Regions from separate parts of the Mus musculus genome. Here all the other regions are linked to region 1. A link is a contact called in public HiChIP or PLAC-seq and promoter capture Hi-C data. All regions are on one chromosome and are shown on one strand. Each heading gives the region's core, a stretch centred on a gene start, on an enhancer-like site or on the middle of the called end of the contact. The rest is flanking DNA. Distances are from core to core; before and after follow the strand shown. Region 1 holds the start of Pthlh (parathyroid hormone-like peptide). Region 2 overlaps Ccdc91 (coiled-coil domain containing 91). Region 3 holds the start of Rep15 (RAB15 effector protein).

Region 1 (4,610 bases), core at 1,417-3,916:
TTCTCCTCCTGCCTCAGTGGGCGAGTCATCGGAGCTGTGATCCCACAGAATCAAGCGTGGATGCTACTCGAAGGGGTAACTTTTGTCAACAGCCAAGTGACCAGAGGAGAGAAAGGATGTGTACATTTGTTTGGTTTTGTGGAATTTTGGAGACCTGACTTGGAGCTACTGGCAGACAGATGTGAGAATTGGTGGCTAGTCCAAAGCATTACTCAAACGCATAAATCAAATGTTTATTTCTTTGCTTATTGTTTGGCTCAAAAGGAAGACAGAGGAAGTACAGAATACAAAACTTTGAGTTTTCCACTAGCTTCTCTCCATAGAGGAAACACGCGGGTAATACCTATAAACTGGTGACCACCGTGAACTTATGGGTGCGAGGCCCCTCCTTGAAAGCTGGATTTTGAAAACCATCATTTACAGAGTAGGGAACCTAGACACTGCTCGTGAGCTCAGCATTCCCATGAGTGTGGACTGGCAGAGGCAGACCTTCAGAACCTCTTGCTTGTCAAGGTGCGCTTGTGTGACAGGGAGCCTAAGCAAACCTGTCACCTGATCAATCACGTGACCTGTTCATAAGCCTGGGGGTTGGGTCCCCACTTTGTTTCCTTGCTGCCTTGTGACCTTAGCAAGATCGTAATCTAGATTATGATGTCATAAAACACCCTTTGCAGCCAAGGCAAAGAATCGGAGGCTGACACTAAAGATAATTTCTACATCAAGAAAGGAACTCGGTCTGCCTGGAGCAGGACCTGCTTCCTCACAACGGAAAAGACCACTTACACAAAGCTTTTCATTCATTAAAGACTTGATTTTACAAAACAAATATTTCTGAATGAGACTGACAGGATGTCCCTTCCTTGGTCAGAATGTGGAGGAGCTTGTGACTCAAGGAAAAAGTGAAGTAACACAGCATGAGAAAGTGTTTAATTCTGAGGAGATAAAGCTACTTATTCCTCATTGTCCATAGTTTCTCTATAGTTTCTCTTTGTGTTTCCAGGAGAGGAAATTCTTTTAAAATGGATGATGTTTTTCCATTAGCCTCAGAAAAGATGGTGGGTGATGGGGTAGAGAAAGGAAAAGGGGGAAAGGAGGGTCAATTTTGTCTAATTAGGAAAAAAACAACATCAATCAAAGTAGTGTATAGATTCCAGCCTTAAACGCACAGTGTGTCTAGTTTTTGTTTCAGCCTTTTATTGGGGGAGTATTTTTAAGTCAAAGTAATTTGAGACTTGGCAAAGTACCTTTGGATTTTTTTTTCTTGGTGGTGAAGCAAATATCATGTTTAACGTTAAGCAAGTCTCAGGAAACGCAGCAGAATGGTTGCTTTGTGAGTCCCTTCTTTTCCTCTCATGGGGCTCCCCACTCCAGATCAATTAGGGCTCCAGCATCTTTGGGGAAGGGTTATCACAGAGTGTCACAGGTTCAAACTTTCTCTTTTCGTGCCATGTAAACATGTCTAACAGTTACAAATTCTTAACCACTTAAAGGACGTTATGGAAATTCCCGGGTTTCTTTTTAAGGTGGGAAGAAGCCAACTTTTTTTTTTTTTTTACAAGTATGAAGTTTAAAGGAATCAAGGGAAAGAGACAAGGGCTTCTGATGAGAGGGAACCCCGCCCAAGACAGCTGAAAGCTTTAACTGCTGGCGAGCAGCAAGGCTTAGGGGAGGGGAGGGGTGAGAAGTCCTAGGAGTACCCACCCCAGAAGTCTGTAGAGCATCACAGCCCAGGTCTGACAAAGGTCTTTGAGTGACACTAGCCTCCTAGAGAGTCAGATGAAATTTTCCAGCAGTATTGTCTAGAAGGCAAACTTCTTTGAGTGGTTCCCATGTTCATTTCAGCGTGATCTAGGACCTGGGGGGAAACTAGTATTCACACACACACACACACACACACACACACACACACACACACACACACCTCTAGACCCACAATCAGTAACTCACAACTTTCTCCCCCACCCCCCACCCCCACTCCCTGCCCAGCAGCACTGAGAAGCTGAAGCAAATGGGCACTCAGTGAATCTTTATCAGGACATAGAGTAGGTTATCAGAAGAAGGTGAGAAAGAAGGACTCTGCGCATTCCAGGTCGTCTGTGATCACAAAGTGGGTCTTCTTCCTTGCTCACACACCCGTTCTAGGACCTGCTCCAGACGTGATGTCCCCAACCCTTCCCAAACAGTAAGACCCAAAATCGCCTTTGCTCTTCTGGGTGCTAGGTTTAGTCCCCTCCCCAGGAGAAGGCCACACCAGGCAGGAATGCAGTGCAATGCGAGCTTGCAAGCGAGCTTGGGACTCTTGGGATTCTCAGGCCACCCGGGGTTCCTCCTTGCTGTTTGTAGGGACCTGGACTCCTGGACCTGCCACTCAGGCGACAGCAGGCCGGTTCAGGAGGAGGAGAGCGTCAGATCGGCCCACGCGGGCCAGGACTGGGGTGGGGCTCCGTGGCTCCGGGCTCCCCTGTGCTCCCCGCCCCCGCCGGCCCGCTCACCCCTGCCTGCTCCGCCGGCGCGCGTTCCTCGGGCGCCACCTCTTTGCGACTCGCTCACTTCTCAGCAGGTTGGCCCCGGAGCGTGTGAACCTTCCAGGGCTGGGCTCACAGCTACTCTCCAACCTGCGCCGCCCCAGCTGGGCCGCTCCGCCCCGCTGCCGGAACCCGCCCTCGCGGCCACCTGGCCCTCGCATCCACGACACGCGCGCCTGCAACTTGTTCAAGGGCGTTGTGGAATCAACTTTCCGGAAGCAACCAGCCCACCGAAGGAGGTAGACCGACAGCTATGTATATATACGCGCTCTGCCGCAAGTGGCTGTGCACCCAGAGGCCCGGTGCGCAGGACAGCTGACTCCTGAGGAACACCCGCGTTTGAAGAGGGGTTTGACCTGCCCCACGACCCAGAGTGCTGCCGCCAAGACTAATTAGACATTGCTATGGGAGCCACAGCAACGCGCCACGCATCCCCGACGCCTATGTAAAACGCCCGGTTTTCGCTCTTCTTTCAGAGGAAGCTCTCTGATTGCTTTTTCCCCTCTCGGGTCCCTTTTTGCCTGTGCGGTTTGAGAGAGGCGCAGTTAGAGGCGCTGATTCCTACACAAGTAAGTGCTCAGGGGCTCGGAGACACTTTTTTGCTTTCTTTTTCTTGTTTTCTTTTTTCCTCCTAACTTGTGAGATGCCCTCGACTTTGGAGTGGCTGTTGGGAAGCCACGGGGTTCCAAAAGAGGGAGCGGGGCAGTGCGAGGAAGAGATGGAGAGCCGGGACTGACCCTCGGGTTCCACTCTTGCAGGTCCCCAGAGCCAGCGAGCGGCACGATGCTGCGGAGGCTGGTTCAGCAGTGGAGTGTCCTGGTATTCCTGCTCAGCTACTCCGTGCCCTCCCGCGGGCGTTCGGTGGAGGGGCTTGGCCGCAGGCTGTAAGTACCGGTCTTCCTCCTGGGGTGAGGGGTGGGGAAGACCAGCGCCAGCTGAGGCGGGCGATGCTGAGGAAGCCTAGGGGTCCCTGATGGTCCCAACCTGAGTTGGACACAGTCACGGGGTACCTGCTAGCAAGGGGCTGAGCCCAGGAAAGCCATCTAGAGAGCTGGTGAGACCCCAAAATGGACAGGCACGAAACAAGTTTGATGTGCCTTTCCATAAGAGGGAGTCTTTTTCAGAACCTGGGCCGGCAAGATATCTGTCTGCAGGGAACCACCAAAGTTACTTTATCCACCGAGAGGTTCTGAAACTCAGCAGGAAACTGGGGGATTCAGGAACTGTCTGTGTGCCTCTGTGTGTGTCTGTGTGTGTCTGTGTGTGTCTGTGTGTGTGTCTGTGTGTGTGTCTGTGTGTCTGTGTCTGTGTGTGTGTGTGCGCGCACACAAGCGAGTGGATATGTCTAAATGTGGGTGGCAGTCTGTGTGTGAAAAGCAAAAACGTTGTGTCTAGTTTTATTATGAATGACATAATTTTAAGCATATAAAACAGGACTGTGTTACATAACAAAGCATATTATATAATTTAGTAGTAACAACTTTTTAATGGCAAACGTCCAACTTTAGTATCGATACCATTCAGGAAGGCGGGTGTGCTTGTCTCCAAAATGGACTTTAGGCGTGGAAACTTTCTTTTTCCTGGAATTATTGCTAACGGTTCTTTAATCCGGAGTCGAAATATTTGCATTGTGGTCTGAAAGCTTGTAGTTCGGCATTCTCAGCTGGTGGTTGAGTTTTTGATTTCTTAAAGAGTGATTTTGACTTTGAGATAAGAATACATCTAAGAACACCAGCAAAATATCGCCGCAGTGTTTGGGAAGTAGTAGGCATGCTTGAATCTGTCTGTCTCATCGATGTCGATGTAATACCGTCTAGGGCTGCTCTCTTAGCACAGACTCTGTTCAAGATGGGAAAACCATAAAGTTTAAGAAATGAGTCGTTTGGCTCTGGAGAAGGCATTAGGAGGACTTGCTCACCTCACAAGAGAAGCAGCAATATCTACCTAATATTTACAGTCAGGTTCCTGGTGCTTCTTGTAAACTCCCGAGGGTATACAAAAAGGCGACTGTTCAGCGCCTGCTTCTGGTCTATTCTTATTAGTTCGGCAGAAAATCTTTAAATGAAATTACTTTAGACATGTCTG
Region 2 (4,610 bases), core at 1,134-3,633, 240 kb before region 1:
GAAAAAAATAGGAGAAAGAGGAAGGAAAGGAAAAAGAAAGTCCTCCTGCGCACTGCGGGTGGCTCAAGCCCTGGAATCCCAACTCTTAATCCAGAGATTTTCCTGCAAGACTCTACTGGCTCCATAAAAATAACTGGGTTATAAAATATTTCAATAAAGTGAGCACACGTTGGAAAGGACTAAGGAAAATACTGCATTTTCAGCTAACAATGGCACTTCTAGAATGCCACCGAAACCTGAGAGAACACTGTGACAGCATATACATGTCATCACAGATGGGAACAGCCATGACGGCATCTAACTCCCATTTCTCAGTGCACCAGCATTTTCTGAAGATGTGCCCTCAGTCCCATCCATGGCTGACAATCTCAGAAACGCTCCCTGATGCTTCACCAGCCACAATAAATTACCCAAGTTAAACCATTCCTATGGTGGCAAGATCAGAGCTTCAACAGCAATACACCTCAATGTTTAGGTAGATGATGTTTCTTAATTTTCCTTGATTTTAATCTATGTTTCAGAGTTATATCAAAGTGATTCAGAATAGGTCCTGTGGGTAAGACCAATAGCTCAGTTGGTAAACTGTTTGCCTTGCCAACACAGGACCAGAATGTATTCACCAGGACCCACTTTTAAAAATCTGGGCAATGGCAGCATGCATTTGTAATTCTAGTGCTAAGAAAGCCAGTCTGAGGCTGGCTGGCCAGCCAACATAACCTACTTGACAAGTTCCAGGCCAGTGAGAAACCTTATCAAAAAAAAAAAAAATTGAACAGGTTCAAATATGAGACAATAAGAGGTTGTCCTCTGGCCTCTGGATACACACCACATGCACCAGCAGACAAGATACACACAGAAAGAACAGACCGAGAAACAACAAGAGTAAACACACTTTCCTAACAGTTCACTGTTACCCTGAGTTAACAACAGACAGCACCTACCTCAAAGCCACCAAAGTCGTCATCATCCATTCTTTAAGCCGCACCTGAAACACAGAACAGTTGAGATGAGCCACCTGCGTCAGAACACACCCGTGACTTAAAGGAGGATAGTGCTTTGTAAATCAAAACTACTCCGTCCAGATTATGAAATTATTAGGCTTTCTTAAACTGTATGTGTCCATTTTTATCACTTAAAAAAAAAACAGCTGGTAATTGGCTTTTACTTTCTGACAAAATTAGCAATTTCTGGAACCTTTTCAGTAACCATTTATTTTGCCATTTTCTGTTGCGACTCCAGGAGTGGAAAAATATTCTTTTACATTTTAATTTGCTTTTCCCAAAGTGGCGCTAGGGCCCCATCAGTAATGCTTCCTGCTTTCCGCATCTACCCCTCAGCTGTCTGGCAACATCAGCACAAACTCCAGCTAAGAACAGGACTGTGGTAAATTTTTGGAAATCTGTCCCCACCACAAAGGTTCTTCCCTCGGTTTCATGGCCGGGCTGAGTTAGATTTTCAAAATTGATCAGCATTTTTGAGCTGTGGCCACGACTTCTGGAGCATTTGATATGTGTATTTTTAGCTAAAACTGCTTTGCACTTTTGGAAAAATGTGGAGCAAGTTACTGGGCTGATCAAGGTAAATCAAGTTGTGTGTTCATGAGAGACACGGCAAAAACATGAGAACATCCAGGATCACTCATGTCCTCTCTCTCAAGGTAGGAGAGAGACAAGCTTCAGCAGGGTATGCACTGTGTCGTGGGCTCAGCACCCAAAGCTAAAACAGCAAGGAAGGAACAGCCTGGGAAGGTGAAGGGATGGCAGTGTGTTACGCTCTCTCCCTGCAGCTGAGTACGGGAAAGCAGAAGCCCCACATGCAGTGGAGCAGCCCTGGCGTCTTTATGCTCCACATCTTGAGGAACACATAGCAACACCTGCATCAAGAAAACGCCACCCGCTTCACAAAAGTAACAGCAAAGAAACGCACGCATCGCAGATTGTTTTCACTAGGCTAAGCCAATTTATTTGCACAAAAAGTAGAATGGACAAAGAATGTGTGTGGATGGAAATAAGATCAGTTTATAAATAGCACTGAGTCACTAGAACGGCTAACACAGAAGAGACAGCCACTCTGTCACCGCTTACTCAGTCTGGTCGACACGCCTCAAAAGGTGTACTTCTGTTTACAAATCTAGAAATTAAAGCTAAGCTAGCCATCTCTATGCAAGTGCTTATATTTTATAGAAAATATAAACTGGACTTCCAGGAACTGTCGACAATGGTTATTCTGAAATGAAGTGACATTCACTGTGTCTTGACTAAAGAGAATTCTGCTATGATCAACATCTGTCGGGAAGAAACTATGGCAAAGGACGATATGTATCCAAAAACTTAACAGTCAAGCTGTAAACACCACACACTCTTCCACGTGGGTACCACAACCTCCAGAGCCAATTACTATTTTTAGCATCTGTGAACCCTGCTGTACTCTGTGCGCGGTGTTCATTTCAAAGGCATAGTTTTTGGAGTTAAGGCTCCCGTGTTTTCTCAAGGCACATCCTGACATGGGATGGGAAGGGTGCCAGCAAGCAGACAACACAAGCACACAGCATGTTCGCCTGTGGTAAGAAAACAGATTCCTAAGTTCTGATTGAGCTGCGCAAAACAGCAGAGCGGTGACCACGGGTGCTCTAGGTTCCAGCAAGCCTAAGTTAGACAAGGCAGAGTTCCTCTTCCATACTGTCAAAAAGTAAATGTGTCCTGGATAGCTTAAGAGATGGTGCTACGGAAATGTTATTTTAAGGCCTTTCTACAAACAACGTAGATCCAAATCCTATGACAGTGTCCTTCTGCATATTTAAGACTAAAGATACCAGATGTTTTTGCTGCTGATTATGTGTACATTTTGGGGGTGGGTTGTTTGTTTTTGGTTTTGGGGGTGTTTTGTTATGTTTTCTTTTCTTTTCTTGAAACAGGGTCTCAATAGCCCTTGCTGGTCTGGAACTTGCTATGTAGAACAGGTTGTCTTCAAATTCAGTGACCTTTCTGCCTCTGCCTCCTGAGTGCTGAAATTAAAGGCTTAAGGCACCAAACCTGACCTCAACAGCACTGGTTTTTATAACCTAATGTTACAGGGGCCAGAGAAAAGGCTAAGTAGATAAAGCATTTGCCACTCAAGTATATGAACCATTGTTTAGATCCCCAGAATTCACAGTGAAACCAAACATATAAAAAGTCTTCTGTGACCCCAAAACTTGGGAGCAGAAGGTATCCTGGGGCAAGGTGGCTGGCTAGACTAGTCAGAATCGCCCCACTCTGGCTTCATCAAGAGAATATACCTCTAAAAATACAGAGTGATCAAAAATGATGCCCAACATTTACTTTGGGCTGAAATTCCAGGTCTGACATGTACTGCATTACAGTGGGCATGTACCTTAAACATTTTGGTTACTCCAGATGTCACTGAAGAGATTAAATATGCTAAAAGAGAAATTAAAAGCTTGGAATAGGAGCCCTTCCCTACACACTTTATCCGCACACATTTACCATCAGTGCCTCTGTCTCACAGACTGTGGTGTTTTGAATGAAAATGGCCTACATAGGCTCATAAGGAGGGGACAATTAGGAGGTGTGGCCTTGTTGGAGTAAGTGTGTCACTAGGGATGAGCTTTTCAGAAGCTCAAGCCAAGCCCAGGGTCACTTTTCCTTCCTGGTACCCGAGAATACAAATGTATAACTCTCAGACCCTTCCAGCACACTGCCATGCTTTCTGCCATGACCAGAATGAACTAAATGTCTGCACTGTTAGCCAGCCCCCAGTTAAATATTTTCTTATAAAGGGAACTCTTATACAGGCAACACTTATAAAGGAGTTGCCATGGTCATGGTGTCTCTTCACAACAGGAAAATCCCTAACACACGTATGAACAGGATTCCCAGTGTACTTGGGAATAACAAGAGACCAGAAAACCACACCACAAAGAGCAAGTGGAAGAAAGAGCAAGTCCTAAGCACACATAGTATCCTTTGAGAGCTAACAACAGGACATACACCACTGAACTAAGAACAGGACATCCTAGGCTTATGAGGGGAGAGAGGAGGAGGGAGAAGGTAAGACTGGAAGGTCTTGATTTAAATTACAATTGATGAAGTAAAGAATTGTGGGATAGAAAATAATGGGGAACTCCATTAAAATGAAGCATATACAAGAAAATGGAAAATGGGTGAAATATAAGAAAGTTTCAGATTGAGCTATGTAACATCTAATCACTAGGAATTCTATAAAGAACACAGAGAACTCAGAAACCACCAGCAAAGTAACTCAAAATAATATCCTTTATAAGACTACACTGGGCCTCTGGACGCAGCTCCATCCAAGCAGGAAGACTGCATGCAGCAGCCTGAAGAAGGCAGAGGGCACTGGGGAGGAGCTTCTGAAACTCAGAGGGGGGATGACATGTACCAGAGAGTTCTACAACCAGCCAGCGCAGTAACTCATTGAGTTCACGACAGAATAGAATCATAGCCACACCCAGGAGGTCTCAACACAAGTTTTCCTTCTTACAAATGTCTTGTGGAGCTGGGGATGAACCAAGGGCAGAGTGCTGGCCCAGCACACACAAGGCCCTGGGCTCTGTGTTCAAAACCCCCAGTGCCACAAAAAGACAAAAA
Region 3 (4,610 bases), core at 776-3,275, 230 kb after region 1:
CACGGCCATTTTTCCTCAGCCTCTCCCAGGGCTAGGATTACAGCATTGCACGACCACATCAGCATGGTCCACGTTTCAGCAAGGGTTCCACACTAGGGAACAGGCTAGGAAGGGCAGCACAGAGTGAGAGCAGGAGTGAGGCAGAGACAAACAACAGCCAGCTTCCTCACAGGTGAACATCTTTGTGCTCAAGAGTCAACTCACTTATGTATTGTTGGAAGAGTTGGAGCCATAAGTGGAGACTTGGCTTTTTGTTAACAGCTCATGACTTGGGAATGACACACATCATAGACAAATAGCAACAAATACATACTTCTTTTTTTTTTAAGATTTATTTATTTATTATATATGTAAGTACACTGTAGCTGTCTTCAGACACACCAGAAGAGGGAGTCAGATCTCGTTACGGATGGTTGTGAGCCACCATGTGGTTGCTGGGATTTGAACTCAGGACCTTCGGAAGAGCAGTCGGGTGCTCTTACCTGCTGAGCCATCTCTCCAGCCCCAAATACATACTTCTTAATAGAGCCTCATGTGCAAATTATAATAATATATTTAAAGCACTGGGCCCAACACGAGGTCAGTAAATAGTGGCAATTGCTCTTTATATTGTTAAGTCCCAAGAAGACATTTTAGAAAATATGACCATTGTGTTTGAAAATACATTCCTTACTGCGAATACACATATTTCACCGGTGACTCAGTAACTCATGGTATAGCTAACACCCAGTTGAACCCTATGTTAAATACTTTGAAAGTCCTTTATTTGTGGAGTTGCTGGGAAGAAGCAATTGTGGAGGGAGGGCTCAGAAGGTCAGCAGTGGGAAGTTTTCTTTAGGAGTCCTGAACCAAAACTGACATCCCCACCACACCTCATGAACAGTTGCTCTCCTTACAACAGCAGTAACATTTTAAGCTTGTGACTATGAGATGAGTTCAAAGACAACTTTTTTTTCCAAATCAAACTTTATGTATAATTTATCATTTTCTCTTCCAATTTTTAGTTTTGAATAAACAAAACCCAAAGTAAAATTTCCCAAGACACAGCAACAGCTATTTTTTTTTTCTTTTCTTTTCCGTAACTGGGACACTAGCAAGTTTTAACCCAGGGATCACTTTCAGTCAATGTAGGGGGTGGATAGCCCTGTGTTGGGGATTGTCCTCCTGTTCTGTCTCACAGGCCAGTCACAGCAACATGCCCAGTTTAGAGGATGCGGATGTAAACTCTGCCCATGTCACTCAGCCCATCTCTTTTACTCAGACAGTTCCCTAGCAGCTCTTTGATGGAGATACAGTCCTTTGTTTCCAGCACAAACTGCTCCACAGCCTTTCGTCCTGGCAGCTGGCTCTCCATCATCCCGTTTCTGACACTCTCCAGGACAACGCCTCTGATAGCCTTAGGTTCTCCAGGCACACCGAAGATGATAAACAGACCCAGACAGTCCTCTCCTACCAAGTTACAGAACTCTTGCAGCTTGTCAAATCTGCCTTTTTTCCAAGACTCCTCTCCCCTTGACTCACAGGATTTTGGGTCCGTCAGAGGGAGCGAAGCCATCCTCAGAGTCTGCACTGCCACCTGAAGCCGTATTTGCTTATCAGGTCCCCAGAAGGTCCAAATCCAGTCTGCTCCAAACAGCCAGGCCTGGTGCTTGGTCATCTTGGTGGTGGTGAGCCACTCATCCGCTCCCCTTTCCTGGCAGAAGGTAACGAAGTGGACGAGGAAGACCTCAGTCAGTGAACTCGCTGCAAGGCAGAGTCTGCTCAGCGGATACTCAAACCCGAGGTACTCCTTCAGCTTCTGCGCTGCATGGGAAATAGCCGCACTGACCACCTCACACATGGCAAGAACCTCCTGGCTGTCCTTCGGAGCTACCTGCTGTGAAGCCTTTTGTCCCATTTTCTCACACCCAGTAAATGCTGCTTCTAGCTATTCAGCATGTGAATGTCACCGGGAACTGCCTCTTTCTCATAGATTTTCTTCAGCAAAGCCACATCTGTTAAAGCCACCACCAGCTTCCTAATGCCACAGCTTCCTTGATGTGGCTAGCCATATAGACCCGAGGCTAGACAAACATGTGAGGGAGGGCCCCGTTTGTCAACTGGGTGTGTTGTGCTCACAGATTCCTGATGCTTGCCAAGTGACAAATGACAATTTCACACAAAACACCTGCTCTACTCCAGGTTATGTACAGGCTACATTTGATCTCTTCCTGGATGTGGCTCCTGTTTCTAAAAACTAGTCAAAATAAAACCAGCACGTGAATGTATGGGTTAGACTCCTACATTCTCCAACCAATGTCTCTAAGCTTGTGTCTCTTCTGTTTCCCTTTTTTGACGCATCTGTTCTGACCCTTCCTTCCCCAGGCAGGTTGCTGGCATTTCCTTTTATATGTACTTCTTAAGCAGAGATCTCAATTTGTCTGATTCAAAAAAACTCAATCAAACGTGCAAGTTTACAAACAAAAATCAGTTACTGTTTCCACCAGAAATGAAGACTTTGTTTTTCTGAACAAAGAAACAATGACAAATACACAAGGCAATTATCAATTGACTTTATTTCCTCTCATAAGGTAATGCAAACTTTGCATAATACTTTTGTAAATAAAATATATAATCAAAAGTTTTTAACTTTATCACATATCATCAGTTGTTACATTGTCCTTGATAAAGAATATTTGGCATCTGTAACAGTCTGCTGGTATTTTAACCAGGTTCTAATAACAAACTGAGCTTTCAAATGGTGGTATTTATTCATGTTAAACTAAAACCCCAATACAGGAAGAAGCCAATATTGTCATGAAATCATGAATGGGAGCATGTTAGCATCTGATAATTTAATTAGAAATAACCAGCAGTGTTACAAGGTTCACAATGAACAGCTTTATAACCTGCAGAGCATAAAAACGGCATACTGCTGACATTTGGAAATAGCTATCACCAGATCTATCACTGTAAAGTGACCTGTCCACCTGTCCCCCAGTGTCTAAGCTCCTGTCCAGAACACAGGGGATCTCATTTAGAGTAGCCCTGAATGAAAAGTAGATTGTCTCCAACCCTGCTGAAAACACTCATAGACACATACCACTCAACAGCTGCTTTGTAGCTTTCTATTTTCTTTACAAAAAGCCTTTGGGCCCTGTGTGACAGAAAACATGAGCAACCTGCTGTTGGACAGGATAGCCATTAGAAAATGTTCTACAGCTTTAAAATATTTGGGTTCTGATTGAAATAATACGAAGCCCCATCAGCTGACAGTCTGAGTGTAAGGTACAATCGACATGGCTAGGCAGGACTCCTTAGTTCAACATAATGATGAGTTTAGCAAAGGGAAAAAAAAAGAAACTTAAGATGTAAAGGTTCTGTTTGTTTTTTTTGTTTTTCCAAAGTTATTCTAACAAAAACTTTTCTGATGGGTATATGAGTGCATCCAAAGGCTTCAAGTTGATGTGGTAATACCCTAAAATTCTTCATTATAAAGCAAATGGAGTCAAGATTAAAGTCCAAGCTCCAAACTGCTCAGCAATTTTTGTGGGAGCCAAAGAAGTTTATCAAGTAGAATTTAGCCTGAATGGTAACACTGTTAAAATTCAGCAGTGGAAAAAAAATGGGACTCTGGTATCTTCAGGAATCAGCTGGTATATGATCATTGAAATATTGGGGTTTCTTCGTTTTAATATGATCTTTTGATCCTTGTGTCACAAAATAAAGGTTCTGCTTTCTGTATACTGTATATATACACGTATTTAGAAAAATATATAAAAATAAGACAGTGAGAGGCAAGTGGAGGTGCTGCTGGCATGGTGGCCTTGGATCTGGGGAGCAGCTCTTTCCGCTCAGACGGCTGCAGTGAACACTGATGTGGCCAGATCCTCCCTCCTGGGGATGTGAGCGAAGCACTCTGGTAAACACCCAATCGTAAATGCAACATATGTCACAGACTTTACATTAAATAGAGGCAGAGCAAGCGCACTTCCGTTCACCAGTGTCTTTTTTCTCAGTATCCTCAGAACTGGCACCATTTCCGTGTGACAGTTCTCCTTCTGAGTGAGCAGAAGACCAAACAATAAACAATGCACAACCTGTCACCTGCTGTATTCACTATCCGAGAAACCAAGTTAGAAAATGACATCTGTGCTCCTGGCATTTGCCCAGGTGCTCTGCTCAAACGTTGGAGTCTTCATCTGTGATGCTGGCACTCGGGGAGCGGGCAGCAAAATCCTTAAACATGTCATCTTCCTTTAACATGTGCTGAAAAACAAGGGACATGGAGTTACACAGAGTCCCGAGCTTAGCACATGCCTCCAACATGCAAGGAGGTGTTTGTGGCTTTGGGTGCTGTTAGAATAACATTTGCAACTCACTGCAAACACTCACAGTACACACTTGCTGCACACACTCACTGTACACACTCACCGTGAGATTGTTGATGCCTTCAGAAAATGCACCTATCTGTCTCACCGTCCCTTCTGAATCTTCCATCTGCCATGAACAGACCACAGTGTGACAAGCTCATTTGTACAATTTCAAGAGTACAGATAACTGAATGACAGTCTAAACAGAAAGAATGTACACAGCATCGAATGCAGCAGGAACAAGAGTGACTCCGTGCC

Evidence for each region. Promoter capture Hi-C pulls out the DNA fragments that hold promoters and counts their contacts. HiChIP or PLAC-seq counts read pairs in DNA pulled down with a chosen protein or histone mark.
Region 2: a FOXA1 HiChIP or PLAC-seq map of pancreatic cancer cells shows a contact between it and region 1. The contact joins the enhancer-like site here to the promoter of Pthlh in region 1. A contact is called at or near these places in 8 of 39 promoter capture datasets (cranial neural crest, embryonic stem cells, frontonasal cranial neural crest and 5 more), 2 of 484 Hi-C or Micro-C datasets (nephron progenitors and uterus) and 2 of 115 datasets of contacts at active chromatin or transcription factors (embryonic stem cells and pancreatic cancer cells).
Region 3: a contact with region 1 is called in a promoter capture Hi-C map of embryonic stem cells, with 5 times the contacts expected there. The contact joins the promoter of Rep15 here to the promoter of Pthlh in region 1. A contact is called at or near these places in 7 of 39 promoter capture datasets (the 3T3-L1 cell line, embryonic stem cells, frontonasal cranial neural crest and 3 more), 2 of 484 Hi-C or Micro-C datasets (both in embryonic stem cells) and 1 of 9 other capture datasets (adipose tissue).

Annotation. Positions count from the first base shown.
Region 1 is chr6:147,262,069-147,266,678 of GRCm38.p6, reverse strand. It overlaps Pthlh (parathyroid hormone-like peptide), which reads left to right and starts at 2,666. Exons shown (of 4, transcript NM_008970.4): 1 at 2,666-3,094; 2 at 3,284-3,409. The coding sequence starts at 3,309.
Region 2 is chr6:147,504,159-147,508,768 of GRCm38.p6, reverse strand. Ccdc91 (coiled-coil domain containing 91) reads right to left here. Exons shown (of 13, transcript NM_025911.2): 2 at 942-985. The coding sequence starts at 971. Among named protein-coding and RNA genes, the nearest start is that of Ccdc91, 31 kb to the right of the region's middle. Within about 2 kb of position 2,383, at least 41 of the 459 cell types and tissues checked have an H3K27ac peak or open chromatin away from gene starts, as enhancers often do. A contact at or near this core is called in pancreatic cancer cells and uterus, where this site is marked.
Region 3 is chr6:147,029,952-147,034,561 of GRCm38.p6, reverse strand. It overlaps Rep15 (RAB15 effector protein), which reads right to left and starts at 2,025. Exons shown (of 1, transcript NM_025620.2): 1 at 1,044-2,025. The coding sequence starts at 1,897. The coding sequence ends at 1,205. It overlaps Ppfibp1 (PTPRF interacting protein, binding protein 1 (liprin beta 1)), which reads right to left. Exons shown (of 31, transcript NM_001355728.1): 30 at 4,414-4,479; 31 at 2,537-4,248. The coding sequence ends at 4,162.